7 separate regions of the Mus musculus genome follow, and regions 2, 3, 4, 5, 6 and 7 are each linked to region 1. A link is a contact called in public Hi-C, HiChIP or PLAC-seq and promoter capture Hi-C data. All regions are on one chromosome and are shown on one strand. Each heading gives the region's core, a stretch centred on a gene start, on an enhancer-like site or on the middle of the called end of the contact. The rest is flanking DNA. Distances are from core to core; before and after follow the strand shown.

Region 1 (2,700 bases), core at 39-2,538:
TTAAGGCCAATTTGAGCTATGCACATCCTGAATCAAAACGAAACAAGGTTGAATGTGGTGATGAATTCCATCATCGAGGCCAGCCTGGTCTACAGAGTGAGTTTCAGGACAGCCAGGACTACACAGAGAAACCCTGTCTCGAAAAACAAAAAACAAACAAAAAAACGAACAAAAACTAAACAAGGCTGGGAGTTGGGTGGATTTAACTCTGTAAGGCACTCTTCCTAGCATGTGGGAGTTCAACCCATAGCACTAAAATAAATAATTAAATGTATCCTTTAGTTCACATAGACATTAGTGGTTGCTTACCTTCCTGACCTGTGTGTGCTCCTTAAAAAAAAAAAAAAAAAAAAAAAAAAAAAAAAAAAAGTGAAGCTGAACAAATCGGCTGTAGCCAAACACACATGGCAGGAGAGAAAATTCCTGACTTCAGCCAGTGCTCTGTGGCAATCACAAGCGCACTCACACACAAATACTTTAAAACATACAGTTAAAACTTTTTAAGGCCAGATCTGTGACATTTGGAAACACTACAAAATTTGAACACGTGTTGAGGTCATCGGGTTGCCAGGCTATCCGTGTTCCTCTGCTTCCCCGTCCGGGAACACTTCTTTCAGGGCAGCACAAGACAGACCAGCAGGCTTTTCTGGGGAATGATCAGAGGCACAGAAAGGGCTTCCAACAGAATCCCCAGAAATCTGAACCCAGCACTTCCTCCTTTATAGCCTCGCCGGGCGGCGGCTCGGTTTATAATTCCAGTACTTGGGAGACAGAAGCAGGTCGGTAGTTCAAAACCATCCTTGGCAACACAACCAGTTTAAGACTAGCCTTCGCTACATGAAATTTTGCCATAAAACAAACAAACAGGCCAGATTTGCTGGCACACGCCTCTAATTGCGACTTTAATTGTACTTCCGTAAGTCAAAGTTGGAGCCGGGGTCTCCAACCAAGGAACTGAACAGAAGCGGAAAGGGCGGAGCCGCGTCTCTGCCACGTAAGGGCGGAGAGGCCACTGTAGTTTGCTTGTGTGCCCTCAGCCCCACTTCTGCTTCCACGGCATGCTTTAATCTCCCGAGAAGCCTTTCTAAAACCCTGGCGCATCTGGCTTCAGAATGCATTTGTACAGCGCTGCCAAACTAGGTTGCGTGGCAGAAGAAACGACGATACTTGAGACCTACTCTCCCAGTTCCTCCCACTTCTCAGTGCAGCTATCTTTGAGCAGCAGTGAATCATGGGAATCCCCGCCTTGCTCTCCGAGTATTTCCGGTTCCGGCGGAGGCCGCTCTTTCTTTTTCTCCACAGGGTCGTGGTGGCAGCCGCTGTGGTGCTTGGCTCTCTGAGCTATCCGGTGCCATCCTTGTCGCTGCGGCGACCCTCGCATCAACTGCAGCCATGACCGAGCAGATGACCCTTCGCGGGACCCTTAAGGGCCACAATGGATGGGTAACACAGATCGCCACCACACCGCAGTTCCCGGACATGATCCTGTCTGCGTCTCGAGGTACGGGCTGCATGCCGGGTAAATCACCCGGTGTCCTGGGGACTGCATGAGAGTCTCGTGGTTAAGCAAGTGGCGCGCGTGTTGGCTCGGTTCATTCCCCAACCCAGTTGTTAGTTGGGGCGTGCATACCCCAACTTGGGCCCCAACCGGGACGACCCTTTACACATGAACGGAAACCGAGACACGTCGCGCAACTGTACTCACACCCCACCTCCCAAAGTTGGCGATTTTAAATCTCTCGCTTGCTTCCTGGAGATGTGTTTAAGTAGTTTTACGGGGCTACAAGACGGGCGGAGCAATGATGACCCCAACATGCCATCTGAGTGGCTTTGCTGAAATCCAGAGGCTGTTTCTGAGCTGTTGTCGCCTGGCCCTAAACTATAGACAGTGGGTAAACTTTGTAGATGCCTTGTTCCCCACATTTCCGGACTTGATTGTCCCGCCCTAGGTTTTCTTGTAACTAATGATTTTTTTTCTTTAATGATGTATCTTCATGTGTATTTCCTCCCTACCCACCCCAAAATTATGCTCATTTTCTCTCCTACCTAATACTAGGCTTATTATTGTCCGTTTCTGTGTAAGTTGGTTCGTGGCTAGGATTGTGTCTGATGCTACAATAACGGCTGCATTTATTTCAGTAACTCTCAGGCGGGAAAGGCTGTCTCTGCTCAGCCTACATACACCCAAGTGGTGCTTCTGCTGTTAATTAGTCTCGGGCCCGGACGATGACTAAGGTTAGGGTTAGTTTCCCAGACCCTGCATGGTAGCTTGCAGTCATCTGAAACTAGTTCCAGGAGACCTGACACGCACTTCTGAACACCATAGACACAGGTAGCACACATATGTATGTAGGGAGCCACTTTAAATAAAATACATTTTGAATGTGGAACTTAAGTCTCAATCCCAGGAAGTGTGGTGCCCATAGTCTCACATTACAGCTGAGATCTACAGCTCTTGATATTGTAGAGTAGTAAGCCTCTTTTATTTATAACTTGAAGTTTCTCTGTCCCGTTTACTGGCCCCAGTGACTTTAAGACTGTAAATGGTGCACAGTAAGTAGGCTTATACCAACCTTTACCAACCCTTTTAGACAAGACCATCATCATGTGGAAGCTGACCAGAGATGAGACCAACTATGGCATACCACAGCGTGCTCTGAGAGGTCACTCCCACTTCGTTAGTGATGTTGTTATCTCCTC
Region 2 (3,104 bases), core at 138-2,637, 2.4 Mb before region 1:
GAGTGGCATTTTCTTGTGGCTGCCCAGATAAAAGGACATGAAGAAAGGAAACTGCTCTTTGGTTGCTTGCTCTAACACTCACTGGCAACTTCATCTGTACCACTGCTGTGCCATTCCTTTGCCAGTATTAGAACCAAACTTCTTTGGGATTCCAACATGGACTGAAGACCTGTGGCTCTCCAGGAATCTTCCAGGTCTCCAATGCCAGGTGGGGGTCTGTTGAGACATCCAGCCTCTTAGACTGAGCAACTACAGGATTCTCAGCCTTTCAGGGCTGAGACAGCCATTGCTGGACTACTTGAACTGCATCTTGTAAGTCACTCGGATAAGTCATATATACATATATATCCATGTGCATACACACATTCATTCTATCAGTGTAATAACCCCTAGTACACTTTCAGTAAGATAATAAATCTGTGGGTATAGGAAAAAACGAAGAGCCCTTACCTTTTAGAGGTTCATACCAGACTAGAGACAAAATGATGGGGCTCATATAACTATGGAAGTTGGTAGTGAGTAGACTCTTCTTTTGTTTTTATGCCTGCAATGCTCCACATATTTAAAGGAAGAAACTGAGACATTCTTGTTTGTGAAGCAGAGCTGTTTATCTTACTTTTAGTTTGCAACACTGCATCTTACGACTCCCATATCATCTGTTAACAACTCTTCTCTCTCTCCTCCCTCCCCCTCCTCCTCTCCCTCAGGGAAAGGCCAAAATGGAAATATTTCTTGCTAGTCCTGATGGCTCATTTCTATACCTCTGGCTTTCCAGAGGCTGGGAAGAGACATCTGAAGCCAGCCTGGGCTACACAGTGAAATTACCCACTCCCTCCATTTTAAAAAATTATATTAAGTTTTTTTCACTTGTCAATTTGTGGAAGGATTGTTATAGACATCTTTGAATTCCTAAATGAAAATAAAAGTGAATGGAAGGGGGAAAATGAAGGTTTAGGATGTTATTCTTAATCATGTTCACAAATATCTCCATATATATGAATATATCATAGAGTACAATCTTGCTTTTAAAAAACATTTTTGATGATTACATTAGTATAATTTTTAAATATATTGCTTATCTGTATTTTCTGACTTTTACATAAGGCAAGTATTTAATTTTAAAAGTCTCGTATAAAAGTGGGGGCTGCAAGGAATGGAATTACTAGAGAGTACTTTCTTCTACTAACAAAAAGTACGAAGAAGTATTCTCCTGACCTGACCAAGAAACCAGACAGCGGATCTTTCCCGAGAGAAGCAGGAGATGCGAAAGTGCGCATGTGCAACATCTTTAGGGCGGGAGTAGGACCTGCTATAGGACAGCCTTGGTAGCCAATGAGAGGCCCGCGTCAGAGGCTTCTTCCTGAGAAGGCAACCGGAACTTGTGCTTCCGCTGCGCTGAGGAAAAGTCACTACCGGAAAAGCAAGAAAGAGCTGAGGTGAGCGGGCGGCGGCGGTTGGCGACCGCAGCCTAAGTCTGTCTCTCCGCCCCCGCGGTTGCGTCTCTCCCGGCGTGGAGCGCCGAAGTCCGGCGCGGGACAGCCTGGGACGCCCGGGCTAGCCTTCCTCCCGGTTCCTCCGCGAAGCCTCCCCGGGGCCTGAGGCAGGCGGCCGGCCGAAGGTACACCGAGTACCGCTCTCTCCGGACGACAAGCCAGACGGGAGGTTGGGAGGTCCGAGTTCTCGTCCCCACGCCACGGGCTTTTATAATGTCGTGGTCTTAGCCTGCCCTGTCGCCATTGGTAAAGTGACAGTAGCCGCCTGGGAGCGCGGGGGCTGGGGGAGGGGAGCGAGAGCCTGGGTCGGAGCCGGATTCATCCTGTACCAGACTTTCCGCGGGGACCCAGTCACGGGGACAAAGTGAGCCAAGTGTCTGAGCTTGCGGACCCCCCCCCTCCCAAAAAAAAAAGCACCCACGAGACACTGGATCTTGTTAGTGTTAGCGAGTCACGACCTCCAGCGGCTTTGAAAAGTTCAGTTTGAACCGGTAATGGGCGGTTTCTGTAAGGTGGCCCGCTCTAACGCGGGATGCCCAAGTTACGGGGGTTTGCACTTGCGCCCGAAAAAACTAATGCGGATTCCCGTTGTACAATTCACCCCCTTCTGCACGTTGGGAATTGGCTTCTTGTCTCTATAGTCAAATTGGGAGTAGTCGTACCGTCCTGATGATTGGAGTGAGGATGCGGATCTGTCACTTACTAAAAACCTTCGGGAAACTGCGGGTTTAGTGTGGGTGTGGCTAAGGGAAGCGCAGATCCCCAACTTCAAAAGCCTTCGGGGGATGAAATTTAGGCCAGGTGTTGACTTGAAGTGGCTACAAGTAGACTTTCGTGTTCTAGGTATATACACCCTGAATTAGCTCTAACAGTTAGACAATCTGAAGAATTTGGAGTTGCTTCCCTCAGATTTAAGGTATTGGCAGTGTACATCAGTGTGAGAAAGCACTCAAGAATCTTCTCATTGTATAATGTACTTAAATTGGAAAAAGCAAAGGTTATTTTGACCATATATGTTGGGATTTAGGTTTTAAATTTATGTAGAAAAGATGTAAAAATTGCTAATGTGTTAAGAAAACTGTACTATACTAACTCTACTATACTGTAAGATGTGGCTTCCTTCAGAAACCTTGGAAAATATTTGAAATATGAAATTTAACAACGGTGTTTTGTTATAGTTGTTTGTTTGTTTGTTTTTTTGAGACAGAATTTCTCTGCGTAGCCTTGGCTGTCCTGGAACTCACTCTGTAGACCAGGCTGGCCTCGAACTCAGAAATTCACCTGCCTCTGCCTCCCAAGTGCTGGGATTAAAGGCGTGCGCCACCACTGCCCAGCAACAATGGTGATTTTTGTCAAGATGTAAAGAGAGTTTTAAGTGTTTGGGTTTGGAGACCACTGTACAGTAAAAAGGAAAGTGAACGACATGAGATTAATAGATACCATATGTAGTTTGATTATGGGAAAGAATAATAAATAAGGCATATGACATTTGCATATAAATGTTCTTTTCCAGAGTAGGTTCCAACATATGCCTACCAAAAGGAGTCAGACATGAAAAAATAGTATATCATGTACCATATAAAAGCACCCTAAATACAGACCCTTTTTCCT
Region 3 (2,700 bases), core at 67-2,566, 2.5 Mb before region 1:
AGCCACAGAAGGGGGGATGGTGGTAGGGACAACTACCTTCAAGGACTTACAATCCCGACTATAGATATTAATCTATATTTTTGTCCTCCGACAATGGCGGGAGGGGGGGGTGTCACTGAGTGCTAGGCAATGGTTCTTGCAGGGCCTGTGCCCAAGAATAAGGCTGGTCACTTCTAAGGGAAGGGGTCAAGAGGTAGAAATGGTTGCTTAGGAGCAACAGTCAGTCGTCAGTCTGATCCCTAAGTCTTCCTGCCCAACTGTGGGGCTGTGGGCACTAAAGAATTGGGCTAGCCAAGTTCTAAGTCTGGACTGGAAAACACCCAGATAGTCGCGGGAGAAAACCAACAGTCGGTTCAACCATGCTCCCTGCCCCCACCCTTAGCCACAAGCTACTCCTCTTCCTGTACACACAGGAGGGCTTACCTTCCTGAAGGTGATGTGGCAATCTCCCACAACAGACAGGTGGGCAGCTAAATACGAAGGAAACCTTGACCCCTAGGATTCCATCACCCCACCTTTCTCCTCCCCAAAGCCATCCAGGGGAGAGGCGCTAGTATAGGCCAGAACGCTTCGAAGCAGGTCAGCCATGCCTCCCGGCTCATCAGAGCTTTCCTCTCCCAAACCGTGCCGCTGTGGCCCCGGCCCCACCCGGCTTCGGTTCACCGCGGGCGCCCAGTACCCCCTTGCCTGTCAGGCGGGCCCAGGCAGCTCTCTCTGGCCTTGGCTGAATGATGGTGGCCGCGACCGCAGAGGCGGGGACTGCCCGGCGATCTGCAGTATGTAGGTGCAGGGATGTAGCCCCCTCTGGGCTTGTGGCCCCTGCAGGTATCCCTGGTCCCCGAGACTATCCCTGCCTCTTTTTAGGGCGGGTGGCTCCGGCCCAGGCCACGCACCTGCTGTGGCTGCCGCTGAGGCTGCTGCGCGGAGCTCTGCGCTGTACCCACGACTTCTGGAAAACGCTCCCTGCCCAGGGCGCCCGGGGCGGCCGAGGGGAGAAGGGACAACACAGGCCTGTAGCCCGGCCTCCAGGGACCTGAAGCCGTGTAGCCTCGGGCGCCAAGCCAAGCGCCCCCAACGGGCTGGGAGAAGTGGCGCCCGCCCCTCGCGCATCCTCAGGAACGCATCCACCGCCTAGGCAGCATTTCGGTTCCTGCATCAGCCCTGTTGTCTCCGAGAGTCCCTTACCTGGCTCGGTGGCAGGTCCAGGGGAGGGACCCGAGGCTACCGCAGGGCCCCGCGCCGGGGCGCAGGATGCTTAGCCCCGCTCCGCCGCTGCGCCGGCGGACCGCCGCGCCCCGCCCGCGGCCCCGCCTCTCCGCCTGCCGCGGCTCCTCCCCTGGCCGCGGTGCCCAGCCCCTTCGCCGCGGCTGCTGTCACACAAAGAGCCGGAAATGGCTGCGGCGAGGGGCTCCCTGCGCACCCCTGACCTGCAACCTCCTGAACCCATACCTTCCAGCCTTAGAGTATCCAGCCTCCGGACTCTGGAGGTGGAGGAGGGACGACTTTCCTGCTGCCGCCTGCATCACCAGCGACACCTGCCACTCCAGAAGGAAGGAAGCGTCAGCTCCTTTCGCATCTCCCCGGTGTCAAATTATTTTCATATAGTCATTTATTCACCACATCTTTATCGACTACCTGTTTTGTTCCAAGCATCTTGCCAAGAGCCAGGCACGCACTAGTGTGCAGTAGAGCCCCTGCTCGCTTGGAGCTTATTATTTGCCAGCATTAACTGACCTAACAGGAGTCCAATGACAGCTGCTTTCCCAAAGAAGGGAGCAGGCTAAGTGAGAGGTTGAGCCCTTCCACCACTTGAAGAATAACTTCCCAGAGGGCACGGGCTCAGAGGGCACGGGCTCAGAGGGCACAGGCTCAGCGGGAGAAAGCGCTTGCAGCCAAGCTTGATGATGACCTGAGTTCGATTCCCAGGATCCACAAGGTAGAAGGAGAGAGACAGCTTCTGTATATTGTGTTCTGACCTCCACCCACATGCATATATGCACATTACACAGACACACAGACACATACACACACCCATACACACACACAATAAATAAATGTAATAATTTAAAAACAAAGAGAAACATCTACTTCCTTTCCATTTCTTAGTGTAAAAATGTACAGCTATTATGTGTGTGTGTGCGTGTGTGTGTGTGTGTGTGTGTGTGTGTGTGTGTGTGTGTGCGCGCGCGCGTGCCCATGTCGATCCCATTGAGGTAGAATTGACTCGTGGACAAAATCATGATAAGCTGACTTTTAGGCAAACCTAGGAAGGAGCTGAGGAGACAGAAGCCTCTTAGATGCTGCTTAGGGCTCTTCAAAGAATCCATTGCTCCTTGAGACATAACTCGGAGGGCTTTAGGTAGGGATGAGGCCAGCTGCATTCAGTCCTGACCTGAACCCACCCCAGCATGGTACTGCTCTGAGTGGGAGATGCAGTACCTGCAATAAAGGGAATAATAGTTGCTCTGGGTACCATATATATATATATATATATATATATATATATATATATATATATATATATATATATATATGTGTGTGTGTGTGTGTGTATGTATATAAAGTATTTATTTTATTCTGTGTGTATGGGTATTTTGATTGCATGCACATATATGTGTACCGCATGCATGCCTGGTGCCAAGAATAATCTGGAACTGGAGATACAGATAATTGTGAGATGCCATGTAGGTACTGGGAATT
Region 4 (2,760 bases), core at 215-2,714, 2.7 Mb before region 1:
TCAGAAGAATCGACATGACCAGGATGCCACCAAACGCAAGCTCATGGAGATTGCCAACTATGTTGATAAGGTGAGACCAGGTGTGTACTTTCTGGGGGAGATTGCTGCACCTCAGACAGTCTGCAGGGCAAGAAGTCACACACACCTGAGCTCTTGTTGCTGATTTGGGACCCTGAGCTATCAACCAGAGGCAAACAACTCAGCTTCTTGGGTCAGGTTTTTGTCTTTTGTTGGTTTGTGTGAGTGTTTGGGGGCCTTTTGTTTTTCTCTGTTTTAATTTATAAACTACAAGCACTGGCTTAAGTCAGTGGCTTTCAGTTATGTTTATAGTTTTCTGATGGAAATCATGTTTCAAAAATGACATCTTGTGCCCCTGCCCATGTAAAAGTCACATGGAAGCAGATGGCTGGAAACAGACATGCGCCTGGCTCTGACCCCCTGACCTTTCTCACAAATGAAGTGGGTTTTGAGGCACACTGAGCAAGGGAGAGCCCAGTTTAAAAGGCATCAAGGATGTGTTCCCTCTGGGTGAAAGCCCGGGGATTCTTTGACTTAGATGTTGAAGTGGATCGGGATGTTTCTAGGGAGACTACGAATAGTTATACTTCTTCAGTCGGGTTGTTTCAACCATGCACTTAGGAAATTCACAGAAGTTTGAGCTGCACTCATGGGGTATTCTCAGACCGTGAAGTATTCTATGCGAAAGCAAGTTCTAGCACAAAAGGCAGAGAACAAAACTTTGCAATGGCAGCTCCTCTCCACAAGCAAAGCTTTGACGTGTTTGGTCATGTGCCTCCTTTTAAGGGGCAGTCCTGGTGGGTAGAACTAAGGTTGCATGTTTGCCAGTGGCTGACAGTCCCAGCCCTGGGGTCTCTTGTCTCTTTGAGACTCTGATAACCACTTCAGGACCTGTAGAACTTTGAAGGCTTTCTTGGCCAGCGAGAGGTTCACGGATCCTAGATCTCAGGCTGGAGAGATGGTTCATCCGATAACAAATAGAAATTAGAAACTTTCAAACTGGGCGGTGGTGATACATACCTTTAATCCCAGCACTGGGGAGGCAGAGGCAGGTCTCTGAGCTCAAGGCCAGCCTGCTCTACAAAGTGAGTTTCCAGAATAGCCAGGGCTACACAGAGAAACCTTGTCTCTAAAAACCATAAACAAACAAACAAACAAATGTTAAAAATTAAACTTTCAGGGCTTAAAAGGCAGAGTTGATTGCTGTGGAATTACTAGATGAAAAGTTCACAGCCTTGTATTTTTTTTTCTCTGCCCTCAACAGCTGTGGAAAGAGGCCACTGGTATGTAACAGGTGAAAGCCAAACACTAGCCTTTCCTGGAGGGAAGGATTCTAGGGACACAGTAGAGTCCTGTGTCCAGCTCCTAACTCACCAGCAATAGCGTCTCAGCGATCCTGTAACCAAACACCCAACATCTGGAGAAGTGTGTTTTCCCTGGGGATACAGGAAGCTGATCCTACCGCCACCTGTGTAGCAACCATTGTCCCAGACCCGACTCAGGGGAGGTGCAGGGCTTGGCTGGCTGGCTCTAGGAATTTTCTTCCTGCACTGGGTGATTAGAGCCTACCTCTAAGCACTGATGAGAAATGGAAGTGGTATGTCAGTAAACACATCAAACAAATAAACAATAATAACTACAGAAAAAGCAAAGATGCGGAGGGAAAAGAGGGTAGCCGCACACCCCGGGTGTCGGTGGAAACCCTGTGCCTTGTGGATGGTCATCCAAGCCCCCAACTTCCCTCCGGCACGCGTGGTTTAGGGTGAGGCACATGGGCTCCTCCTAAGTCTGCTGAGCCAGTTACTTGGACTGAACATTTTAGAGCTAAAACTGGAAGAACTCTACACATTTGCTGAATCAGGGGCCCAATCCACGGGCCCTGTTTTCTCTGAGGCGTAAGAAAAGCCAAGTTGACTTCCCTTAAAAAGTTCCTGAGTGAAGCAAATTCAGATGCTTCGGGTTTTTCTGTGATGATAGATGTGGCAAAGACAGAGGAACCAGGAGCCCATCTAGACTGCAGTTTCCTGGGGGCAAGAGAAGGATGCGAATGTGTGCGTGCGCGTGTGTGTGTGTGTGTGTGTGTGTGTGTGTGTACTTTATTGTTATATACATATTATATGATCCCAGCTCTTCAGCAGCAGATGGTCACAAGGGCCCTGGGAGTATAATCTGGTTCATCTTGGCTCCAGAGTGTTTCTGCTGAGATTTTGGGCAATGTCTCAACTCCTCTAAGCCTCAGTACCCTTCCTTCTTCATGACAAGTGCTTGATGAACAGCGGGACCACCAGTTATTAATTTTAGCTGGGAAGGAACCCACCATTTTTAGATTGGGGTGATCTAATCCCTTTGTGGCTTCTGTGTTATGTGGTTTTTTTTTTTTTTTTTTTTTTTTAAGTCACTCATGGGCTGGGGAGATGACGCAGTATGTAAAGTATCTGCTGGGTACATAAGGACCTAAGCCCCACCACCCATCTAAAAGCCAGGCATGGTGTCATGAACCTATAGCCATGTGGCTGGTGGGGGAGGCAGGGGACAGAGACAGGCCATCCTTGGACCTCTCAAGCCAACCAGTTAGGGTTAATCAGTTAGTTCCTGATTTAGTGAGAGACCCTGTCTGAAAAAATAACATGGAGAATAAACGGAGGAAGGTAACATGAACCTTGGGACTTCGTGTGTATATGCACACACAGAAGACACATGTACATGTATTATGTGCACACACAGGTCACATGTACATGCAAC
Region 5 (3,086 bases), core at 130-2,629, 2.1 Mb before region 1:
GCTTGGAACCCAGAACTCAGGGGAAGACTGGAGATCTAGGCCAGTGAGGTTTCACAACTGCATTGTAAAAACCTGATGAGTGTTCACTATGATGTGTTTCCTACACTGTCTGACTCGTGGCTCATTTTAAAATCTTACAGTGTAGGTGGGGGAGAGAAGCATTGGGGCTTTGGAGTGTGAAAACACAATCACTCTATTGCATCTGGAAGTGAGGGAAAATACCAGGTCAGACAACCAAAGAGCATGAAATTCCCCAAACACAGAATATGCATTCTGGAGAAAGAGTACACCAATTCTCAACATAAACGCATACATTTTAAAAATCTCAAGCTTTTCTCTAAGTATCTTTCACAACACTTAAAGAAAAATGAAATCCAGGAGTTGAATAGATAGAACAATGGTTAAGAGTACTGGCTGCTCTTCCAGAAGACCCAGGTTCAACTCCCAGTGCCCACATGGCAGCTCACAACTGTTTGCAATTCCAGTTCTGGGGAGGAACTGGCAACCCCACACTGACATACATGTGGACAAATACCTACTCACATTAGATAAAAACAAATCTTTTTTTTTTTTTTCTTAAATCCACATGAACACCAAGCTCTAAACGGTGCCCACTTGCCTAGCCTGGCCATGTGCTCCCCTTCTCAACACTCCAACTAAAGCAAATCTTCTTCTCTTTCTGGCCTTGCCAAGTTCACAAACACGATATCTCAAATTCCAGCAGCCAATTTGATGCTATAGATCTGGGTCTATAGGTCCATGCCTAATTATCTAGGGCTTAGTCTAAAATTACCAGACTATTCTCTTCTACAGTTTCCTTCTTATATCTCATGTTAACTCCATTTAAGAAGGCTTTAATAGCTCATATATTAAAAAGTCCATTATTCCATTTAAACGAGGATCAACCTTCCAAGAATCCGAAGAACTCTATTGGATATTAAGTTGTCCTAATGTCTAGAGACTCATCGTTGTTCCAATGCCGCCATAGAATCCCACATTGTCTCAAATGCAAAGCCACATGGCACAGAACCTCCAGGAAGTACTGTCCTCATTGCTTCTCTCTAACACGAGCCTACAGAAGAGGGAACTTACCAGTTAGGAGAGAGCCGTAGCTTCTGGTTAGTGTCTCCTTCTAATCCTCTGCTGCTGATGGAGCTGCTGATAGATAAAGAGGAATCTGTCCCAGAATTCCATCCTTATCTCCTGGCCACACCTTCAATATTTTGTTTGAAAACTGAGTCTCTCTAGTTCTACCATCCTTTTGCCTGATTGTATATGTTCAACTTAAAGAGATTATAAAAAAATACTTAAAAGACTAGCACTCAGGAAAGCAGAGGCAAGTGGATCTTCTGAGTTCAAGACCAACTCCGTTTACATAGTGAAACTTTGTCCCCACAACAACAAAGCTAACTTTCTGCTGGGCGAAGCAAAGGTCTTCACTTGAGTTCAAACTCCAGGTCTGGAGATCATGCTGACTTTGAAAAGTTTTCAGCAGAAAGGGACTTTGCACCATGCACCAGCTTTCTTAGTTGTATATGAATAAACTGAAAGTCAGAAAGAGGAATAGAATATAGATAGAACCCAGCGAGGGACCTGGTGCACAGGCAGAAGTGAAAGCTGACTAATTATACACGTTGGTCTGTCAGTCAATTAACAGTTTAAGCAAATAAAGCTAGACTAAAGTCCCTGCTTGCAGAACGCTAAGGGGAGGCTGCCAGCTTTCTAAGCTGAGCTTCTCCATGCCCTCATACGCTTTTCAGGCTTAGTAACTATACAGGCTTCCAGAGTTGGGTAGTTGCAGAGGAATTTTTTTTAAGATTTACTTATTTATTACATATATGTAAATACACTGTAGCTGACTTCAGACACCACAGAAGAAGCATCAGATCTCATTACGGATGGTTGTGAGCCACCATGTGGTTGCTGGGATTTGAACTCAGGACCTTCAGAAGAGCAGTCAGTGCTCTTAACCACTGAGCCATCTCTCCAGCCCCGCAGAGGAATTTTAATCCAGAAACATAACTGTTGTGGCAAGGGATCACATGTCTGTGTGATCGGGCTGGAATGACACACCTTTAATTCCTCTGGCTGGATTACAGACACACCCTTGGTACACACCTTTAGTCCCAAACAATGAAGGTAAAGTTGTAGAAGGAAGAAGTCATATTTGAAAGTGATATCTAATAGAGAGGCAAAGTGATGAATGAGAATGAGTCAAAGAGAGGATATGCCCAACTCTCAGGAGAACACAGGAAAGAGAAGCTACTTAAAAGAGAAGGAAGGAAGGGAGGAGAGAGAGAGAGAGAGAGAGACAGACAGACAGACAGACAGACAGACAGACAGAGACAGAGAGAGAGAGAGAATATGAGAGTTTTAGAGCTTTACCAGGATAATTTTTAGAGACAGGCTACAGGTAAAGACAGAATGAGCCAGAAAATGAGAAGAAACCAGATTAGAACAGATTGCCAGAGTTAGTTTGAGGCCAAGCAGAGCAATTCAGTCAAAAGCTGAGAGAAGCTACTTTGAAACAGTCAACTTGGAGAGGATTTGGGCCAGAACCAGCTGGCCATAGCAAAACGAGCTAGAAGGAATGGGTTTATTCAGCAGTTAGCTTCTGAGACAACAATTATATCTGGTGAATAAAAGTTACTTTTACAAAGGGTTGTGATAGATGGTGAAGACAGCTTGGACATGGGTTTAAGCCAATAGAAAGTCTTTCTTAGCCAGCTGCACAAAAACCATGTTCTGAGTTGACATAGTTCAGTTAACAAGACCAGTTAGCCAGGAGCAGAACTATAGAAACTAAAAAGCAATGTTCGTACAGTTTGAGACGTTCCCAGAACCGTATTGACATTGATAGATTAGGCGTTTGTTTTAGTTTTGGCAGGAGGTGTTTTCCATATGCTGCTGAATTTTACAGACTGAATGGCACTTCCATGTGGAGTCGAGTCTCAGGGCTTGCTAAGGTTTGGTGCCCTGTTATACTGGTCTTAGTAAATGAGTCACACTATACACTACTCATCCTGTTAGAATGAGATGTGGTTGGTCCTACAGCTCTTGTTGTTATCCAGATAAGGCAGAATAGC
Region 6 (3,101 bases), core at 547-3,046, 2.5 Mb after region 1:
GGAAGAGGGGAAAAAAGAAGAAAGAATAGTGGGGAAGGAGAGAAGAGAGACCCATATAAGTAATTAAAGGAGCAGTGCAGGGCACTTCCTGTATTCCCTGAATGGTATGAATTCAGATGCTTCCTGCCCACTCCATATGCTCTGCAGAGTGCACTGGGAATTGGGATGCTTTCAACATTGTTTGACTGAATCTTTGTTACTCCTGTGCTGTTTGACTTTCTCTTCAGAAGTGTTAGGAACCCTGGAGGAAACTGGGATATTGTCCATCTTGGGCAGTATGGGATGCCTGAGAGATCCATTGTGACTCATTCATGGTGTGGCCTTTAATCAACTTTGCTAAATGTGAAGGGATTCATTGTTTCATAATGGGAGCTTCAGAGACAAATCACCATGAAACGAGCCTTTTCAAGACAGACCCTTTTGGTCTTGCCAAAAGATGGACTCAGAATACTTTTCTCTAACTGATTAAGAAAAAAGTAAGTTGTTTTTTACTTTGTTGCATGAATGGAGGCAGTAAGTATGACAATGAAACCGTAAGCTAGCAAAGTTTGAATGGTATTTTCAGGAGTTAAATTTGTCATTAAAGCAAGGAGCTAAGAATCACCTCTTAGAGTTGTCTAGATTACTAAGACTGTCTATAAAGTGATTGGCATAGAGTATTTAATTAATCTGGTTATGACAGCTCATATTTATGCTTCAAGCTCTTGGAGGAAGGAGATAAGAGATAGGACGACCAGAAGAAGTTCAACCCTACTGGGTTAGACAGTAATTATGGTGTTGGATTCTCAGCAGTTTTGTTTTTTGAGTTTTGATCTCATGTAGCTCAGACTGGCCTTGAACTTGCTATATGGCCCAGGATGACCTAGAATTCCTGATCCTCCTGTTTCTAAATCCTAAATGCTGGGATTACAGGCCTGCACCACAAAAGCCCAGTTCTCTGAAATTAAAAAAGGATATATATTAAGAATTTGTTATGTCGCCAGGCAGTGATAGTGCACGCCTTTAATCCCAGCACTTGGGAGGCAAGAGGCAGGTGAGTTTCTGAGTTCAAGGCCAGCCTGGTCTACCGAGTGAGTTCCAGGACAGCCAGGATTACACAGAGAAACCCTGTCTCGAAAAAAAAACCAAAAAGTCTGACCACAAATGCCCGTTTGTTGAGTAACTGTAGTAGAAAATCATGAGGCTGCCATGGTTGTAACCGGAAGAATACTGTCAGAAGTCTTAGGACAAACCTCCCCATTCCTTTCGATTTGCTGGCTGAGAAGGCGAGGAGGAAGAGAGAGAGGAAGGCAAAGAGAAAGAGAAGGGTAAGCACCTGCTACGCTTGTTTTTAGAGGCATATTCAGGTAAACTTCTCCAAATCCAGTTTAGAGCGGAAGCGCCAGGTGACAGCCATATCCTGGTCACTGAGCTGCCCTAGCTGGGAGCATTCGGGGACTCTGCGCTCTGGTGGCTCTACCTGGAGCTGAGGTTGAGGGGCGACTGGTAGATGGAGTGCGATGAGCTTCCCACTTTAAGCTGATGGGAAAAGGTCAGAGGTTGGCCCTACCCAGCGTGGCCACGCCCAGCAAAACTCTTCGAGAGCCCGACGCGCGCCGCAGACTTAAGGCGGGCTTCCAGGTTCACCTAAGAACAGAAAGAACCTCAGCCTGACAAGCGGACAGAACCTCGTCCTACCCGCGCCTCCAGCGCTGCGCAGCCGCAGTGTGGCTGATCAAGCCCCGCCGTCCCTGACGTCACAGACCCCTCGTCCCCTTGCACGATCTGTGGGCGGGCACGAGGCTTCGTGACGCATGCGCGCTGGCTCGGCGTAGGTGGCGCTGGAGCCACCTGAGGAGGTTGTAGGGTGACGGCGCGGACGCCATTTTGTCGGTGTCTGTCGCAGCGGCTGGAGAGGAACGACGGCGGTTTGGCGACATTTCTCGGCCAAAAGGCCGCTTGCTTTTGCGGAGGTGAGGTGGGCAGTGTCGCGCGGAGCCAGGTGTCTGAGGAGAGAGTGGGCTTTGGGCGTCAGCACCGGGAGGATGCGTCCGCGGGGCTGGCGGGGTGCCTCTCGGCCGGCGGCGACAACACCCGAGCTGCCGCGGTTTCGCCGCTCGAGTCAAGGCCCGCAGGCCCCGGGTTCGCCCGACGGTGCGGTCCGGCAGCTTGGGCCTCGCTCACCTCTTGTCAAGGCCTCGGCCGTCCATCGCAGGAACCAGCGGGGAGACCCTTGGCGGGACGCATCCCCGGTACTAGTGCCGTCCAGAGTCGAAGTCACCCCGACCCCCTACTCACCCCTGTCTGTGGCCTCGGCCGTTTGCATAACCGGAGCCTTTTCCAAAGTCCGCTATTCGCTCTGTTGTTCAGCTCTAAGGGCCCTGGCCAGCTGCCCGGAAGAGGTAGGGCAGGCGCTGCGGCGAGCCAGGCAGCGGCTGGAGTTCACCTCCAGCTTCGAGGATCACACTTGGGAAGGAAGGTTCGTCCTTCATGCCAGGCGGTCACCCCACCCCAAGCCCCCCCTAGATCTGGGTCGCCCCGATTGCCCAGGCATTATGTAGGCCAGGCAGGACTCGAACTCAGGAGATTCTCCTGCCTCTGCCTCCTGAGTGATGGGATTAGAGAGCTGAGTGATGGAATTAGAGAGCGAACATTGCATTTACATTGTGACAGCTCTGTTGCTCAAGTAGCCAACCCTCTAAACCAGTGGACCGATTGTCACCTGGTCTAATGTTAAAGCTGCAGATATTTGGCCTAATTTTGAACACGCACCCGAGGGCCTCTTGTACCCCCACTTAAATGGGAGACTGAAACTTCTAAAACGTGGTGGAGAATAATATTTCTAGTATGAGCGTATACATATGGGTTCCATTGTATCTTTTATTGAAAGGATACAGAGGATTGTAGCATGATTTTTAAGTGTTAGAGATAGTGTAATATTTTGAGGTAGCTTTTCTTTCCTGTGTATGAAAGCTCTCATGAGCTCAGAAATCTTTTACTTTGCCTCCTAAGTAAATATTTCTTTGTTGGTTGTTTGAAACAAGGTCTCGCTGTGCAGACCAGGCTGTCCTTGAAGTCTCTCAGAACTCCACCTGCCTCTGCCTCTAGGGTGGCACGTGTCA
Region 7 (2,874 bases), core at 156-2,655, 2.5 Mb before region 1:
CCCCTAAATATGAGGGCTAAAAGGAACAGAGAAGGGCTCCTCTGTTTACTTGATGTGCATATAGTTTGCTGACTTTGTTACAACGGAATCCACTAATTATGCAAAAATGTCAATGATAATAAAATCATCTGTATTTTCAACAAGTCCAAGACAGTGTAAAAAATGAGAACAATACGGTTTTGTGGAAACGATATGAATTTATAAAATATGGTCATGCCAATAAAAAGACCCAGAACCATCTGAAGCACAGGGTTTAGATGAAGTGAGACAATGTCACGCTTGCTACTTTAGATCCTTTGTGACAGCCTGGGTGACAAGAGACATCGACTGCCTTTGAAATAAAATACTGTGCCCTATATGTGCCGGGAGGGAAACTGTTAAGACCCTGGGCGTGGACCTTGTCAGCAGCACTATGGGAAGCACTTTGGGTCAGAGGCCCAGATTTGCTTCCCGCCACCTGGGGACCTCAGCCCTCTGGTTTGGGTTCAGGTTGGAGGAGCACTGCAGAAGCAGTGAGGCCTCTCTGAAGGGCAAGGATGGTCTCACCTGCGGGATGGCCCGGGAGCAGCTGCGCCAGGTGTACAGCATGACTGCATAGTCGTGGCCCTCCTCCAGCATTTCATTCTGAAACGGCAAAGCAGTCATCAGGGACATAAAACACTAGGGCCATGGACTTCTCCAGGCTCTCATCGGGACCACCCAGGATGTGGGCCATGGCAGGCAAGAGCAGCATCACCTGGGCGCTTGCTGATAAGGATGTCTGAGCCCCTGAATACGAACCTATATTCCAGCAAAGTTCCCAGGTAAGTCACGGGCACCTTATATCTTAGAATAGCTGATCTAATAAGAACTTCAGTGAAAGCCAGAAGAAAGGCCACATATTCTCCGATTCCTTTGGACAAAATACCCACAAGAGGTACAGCCTTACGGACAGATTGTAGTTGATGGAAACACGTGGGGAGAGGACCTGGGTTGACTGCTAAAAATTCTAGGGTGTCTGTATGGGGCAATGACATTAGATGGTGGTGACAGTTGTATAACATTGTGAAGATGATTAAAAATATAGACATATATATTTTAAGCAGTTTTCAGTTATGGAAAGCATACTCCAAAGAATATTAGGAGACAAGAATTAGCATTATGCTTTCTCTCCTTGAAAATATATTTAGGGAAAAATGAACTTTAAAATTTAAATCTATTTATCATATTCACTTTATAATACATTTTAAAGGCAGAATCCAATTTAACTTGGAGTTTGCTACTTATTGTGAATCTGCTCAACAGCAACAGCTTCCATTCTTAATTAAGAAGTCAGTAACATGCTGTCCCTGAGGGAAACAACCGAGAGCAACCCATGGGCTGCCTGCTTTCTCTTCAGTTTGGGCACACGTGTCTAAAAGAGGAACTGGCAGTAATGTAAGGAACACGTGGCTATTCTCAGCCCCCACCCCCCACCCCGAGTGCCCTCAGCACGCATAATTTCATTCAGTTAAAAAAAAAAAAAGGCTGCAGCAAGCATCTTTAGATCCCAGGCTCTGTGCCAGAAACAGAACTGAGAACCAAGATGTGCACTCTGCCCTCTAGACAGTTCAGCCATAGTTGTTACATAACAAGCCCAGAATACAGAGGTCAAGATGGCGTGGTGGAAAGAGCTCTGGATGTGGCCTTGGGAACCTTGAGTTATTGGCCATCTTTTATATATGTAAATTATATGTATAATATAGTATATTGTATATATACATATATGTGTGTGTATATTTAGAGAGATAGAGATATATTTCTGACGCTGTGGATGACCTTGAACTTCTGATCTTCCTGTCTCTACTTCTCAGGTGCTAGGGTTACAACATTTCCCACTATGCCTGGTGTATGTGGGTGTTAGGGGCCAAACTTCGGGCTTTGTGAATGCCAGGTAAGCAATCTACCTACTAAGCAGTGAGTTTATGCAATTTGCCACAGCAGCAGCAGATAACAAACAGAATCACGTTTAGAGCCAGCCGGTCCTTTAGATTTGCCTGCCTGAGCCTGTGACCTGGTATCTCAGAGAGACCTCAGTCTGGTTCTGCTTCCCCGACCCCAAAGAATCATTATGGCAGCTGGAGTTGACCTTCGGTTTCTCTCGTGTATACGATCATTACAGCTGTTCCCTGAAATCCTCGCCCCCACCCTTTCATGCTTCCAGTAACAATCATTTTGAGACTCTCGTCCAGTGTATCTGTTCCATTCATTCCTCTTTATAGCTCATTCCAAGAGTAATTACAGATCAAGCATGGCTGAACCTGAGTTCGGCTCCCTTTAGTGATAGGGTCTCTATTCCAAGCTTGCCTCAAGCTTCCTATGTAGCTGAGAAAGTGATCCTGAACTTTTGATCCTCCTGCCTCCACCTCCCCACAGTTGAGATTACAAGCATTTGCCAGACTATACCCAGTTTATTTGGTGCTGGAGATTTGGTTCATACAAGCCAGGGCTTTGTGTGTTCTAGACAGGCACTCAAACAGCTGAGCTTCGTCTCCAGCCTCCTTTCTGCACTTTGAGGAAATGAATGAAAGTCGTCTCTGTTACAGGCTTGAGACTGTGACTCTGTTTCTAGGTGGGCCCATTTGAAAGGTGACTGAAGCTCAGAGGAGATCATGAGGGCAGACTCTCACTCAATCTGTCATCCTTATAAAGAGAGGAAACTTGGGTAACACACAGAGACATCTGACACCCAGGAGTTTGGGAGGAATGAGCCTGAGTAGCCAGGGAAACATCAGGAGAAAGCAGCCCTGTCGACAGCTGGTCCAGGAATTGCATCCTCCAGGGCCGTGGAAAGCAAACACCCATTGTTTAAGCCGTTTACTCATGGTATTTTGCTACGGCAAAATGATCTCCATG

The links. Promoter capture Hi-C pulls out the DNA fragments that hold promoters and counts their contacts. Hi-C and Micro-C count contacts between places; a contact is called where the count stands out from the background. HiChIP or PLAC-seq counts read pairs in DNA pulled down with a chosen protein or histone mark.
Region 2: a contact with region 1 is called in an H3K4me3 HiChIP or PLAC-seq map of stem cell-derived neural progenitor cells, with 9 times the contacts expected there. The contact joins the promoter of Med7 here to the promoter of Rack1 in region 1. A contact is called at or near these places in 6 of 39 promoter capture datasets (cranial neural crest, embryonic stem cells, hippocampal neurons and 2 more), 2 of 484 Hi-C or Micro-C datasets (B cells and the G1E-ER4 cell line), 7 of 115 datasets of contacts at active chromatin or transcription factors (the NIH/3T3 cell line, astrocytes, embryonic forebrain and 4 more) and 2 of 9 other capture datasets (adipose tissue and embryonic stem cells).
Region 3: a contact with region 1 is called in a promoter capture Hi-C map of hippocampal neurons, with 12 times the contacts expected there. The contact joins the promoter of Cyfip2 here to the promoter of Rack1 in region 1. A contact is called at or near these places in 5 of 39 promoter capture datasets (cranial neural crest, frontonasal cranial neural crest, hippocampal neurons and 2 more), 2 of 484 Hi-C or Micro-C datasets (B cells and cerebral cortex), 5 of 115 datasets of contacts at active chromatin or transcription factors (astrocytes, embryonic forebrain, embryonic hindbrain and 2 more) and 1 of 9 other capture datasets (liver).
Region 4: a contact with region 1 is called in a promoter capture Hi-C map of embryonic stem cells, with 7 times the contacts expected there. The contact joins the enhancer-like site here to the promoter of Rack1 in region 1. A contact is called at or near these places in 4 of 39 promoter capture datasets (cranial neural crest, embryonic stem cells, hippocampal neurons and 1 more) and 1 of 115 datasets of contacts at active chromatin or transcription factors (extraembryonic endoderm stem cells).
Region 5: a contact with region 1 is called in an H3K27ac HiChIP or PLAC-seq map of trophoblast stem cells, with 10 times the contacts expected there. The contact joins the promoter of Timd2 here to the promoter of Rack1 in region 1. A contact is called at or near these places in 2 of 39 promoter capture datasets (embryonic stem cells and liver) and 2 of 115 datasets of contacts at active chromatin or transcription factors (extraembryonic endoderm stem cells and trophoblast stem cells).
Region 6: a Hi-C map of muscle stem cells shows a contact between it and region 1, with 6 times the contacts expected there. The contact joins the promoter of Clk4 here to the promoter of Rack1 in region 1. A contact is called at or near these places in 3 of 39 promoter capture datasets (embryonic stem cells, liver and pre-B cells), 1 of 484 Hi-C or Micro-C datasets (muscle stem cells) and 2 of 115 datasets of contacts at active chromatin or transcription factors (astrocytes and bone marrow-derived dendritic cells).
Region 7: a contact with region 1 is called in a promoter capture Hi-C map of pre-B cells. The contact joins the enhancer-like site here to the promoter of Rack1 in region 1. A contact is called at or near these places in 5 of 39 promoter capture datasets (cranial neural crest, embryonic stem cells, hippocampal neurons and 2 more) and 5 of 115 datasets of contacts at active chromatin or transcription factors (SST interneurons, astrocytes, craniofacial prominence and 2 more).

The regions. Positions count from the first base shown.
Region 1 is chr11:48,799,072-48,801,771 of GRCm38.p6, forward strand. Rack1 (receptor for activated C kinase 1) reads left to right here and starts at 1,289. Exons shown (of 8, transcript NM_008143.3): 1 at 1,289-1,501; 2 at 2,592-2,700. The coding sequence starts at 1,393. It overlaps Gm36109 (predicted gene, 36109), which reads right to left and starts at 332. Exons shown (of 2, transcript NR_166852.1): 1 at 310-332. LOC115485831 (a small nucleolar RNA gene) reads left to right here and starts at 1,794; the gene lies at 1,794-1,861.
Region 2 is chr11:46,435,574-46,438,677 of GRCm38.p6, forward strand. It overlaps Med7 (mediator complex subunit 7), which reads left to right and starts at 1,388. Exons shown (of 3, transcript NM_025426.3): 1 at 1,388-1,618.
Region 3 is chr11:46,311,042-46,313,741 of GRCm38.p6, forward strand. It overlaps Cyfip2 (cytoplasmic FMR1 interacting protein 2), which reads right to left and starts at 1,317. Exons shown (of 31, transcript NM_133769.3): 1 at 1,186-1,317.
Region 4 is chr11:46,118,422-46,121,181 of GRCm38.p6, forward strand. Adam19 (a disintegrin and metallopeptidase domain 19 (meltrin beta)) reads left to right here. Exons shown (of 23, transcript NM_009616.4): 8 at 1-70. Among named protein-coding and RNA genes, the nearest start is that of Mir8100, 18 kb to the left of the region's middle. Within about 2 kb of position 1,465, at least 37 of the 459 cell types and tissues checked have an H3K27ac peak or open chromatin away from gene starts, as enhancers often do. A contact at or near this core is called in embryonic stem cells, where this site is marked.
Region 5 is chr11:46,697,451-46,700,536 of GRCm38.p6, forward strand. Timd2 (T cell immunoglobulin and mucin domain containing 2) reads right to left here and starts at 1,380. Exons shown (of 9, transcript NM_001161355.1): 1 at 1,093-1,380.
Region 6 is chr11:51,261,318-51,264,418 of GRCm38.p6, forward strand. It overlaps Clk4 (CDC like kinase 4), which reads left to right and starts at 1,797. Exons shown (of 13, transcript NM_007714.6): 1 at 1,797-1,952. BC049762 (cDNA sequence BC049762) reads right to left here and starts at 1,687. Exons shown (of 3, transcript NM_001382322.1): 1 at 1,316-1,687. The coding sequence starts at 1,340.
Region 7 is chr11:46,285,521-46,288,394 of GRCm38.p6, forward strand. It overlaps Cyfip2 (cytoplasmic FMR1 interacting protein 2), which reads right to left. Exons shown (of 31, transcript NM_133769.3): 4 at 547-624. Among named protein-coding and RNA genes, the nearest start is that of Cyfip2, 25 kb to the right of the region's middle. Within about 2 kb of position 1,406, at least 57 of the 459 cell types and tissues checked have an H3K27ac peak or open chromatin away from gene starts, as enhancers often do. A contact at or near this core is called in SST interneurons and pre-B cells, where this site is marked.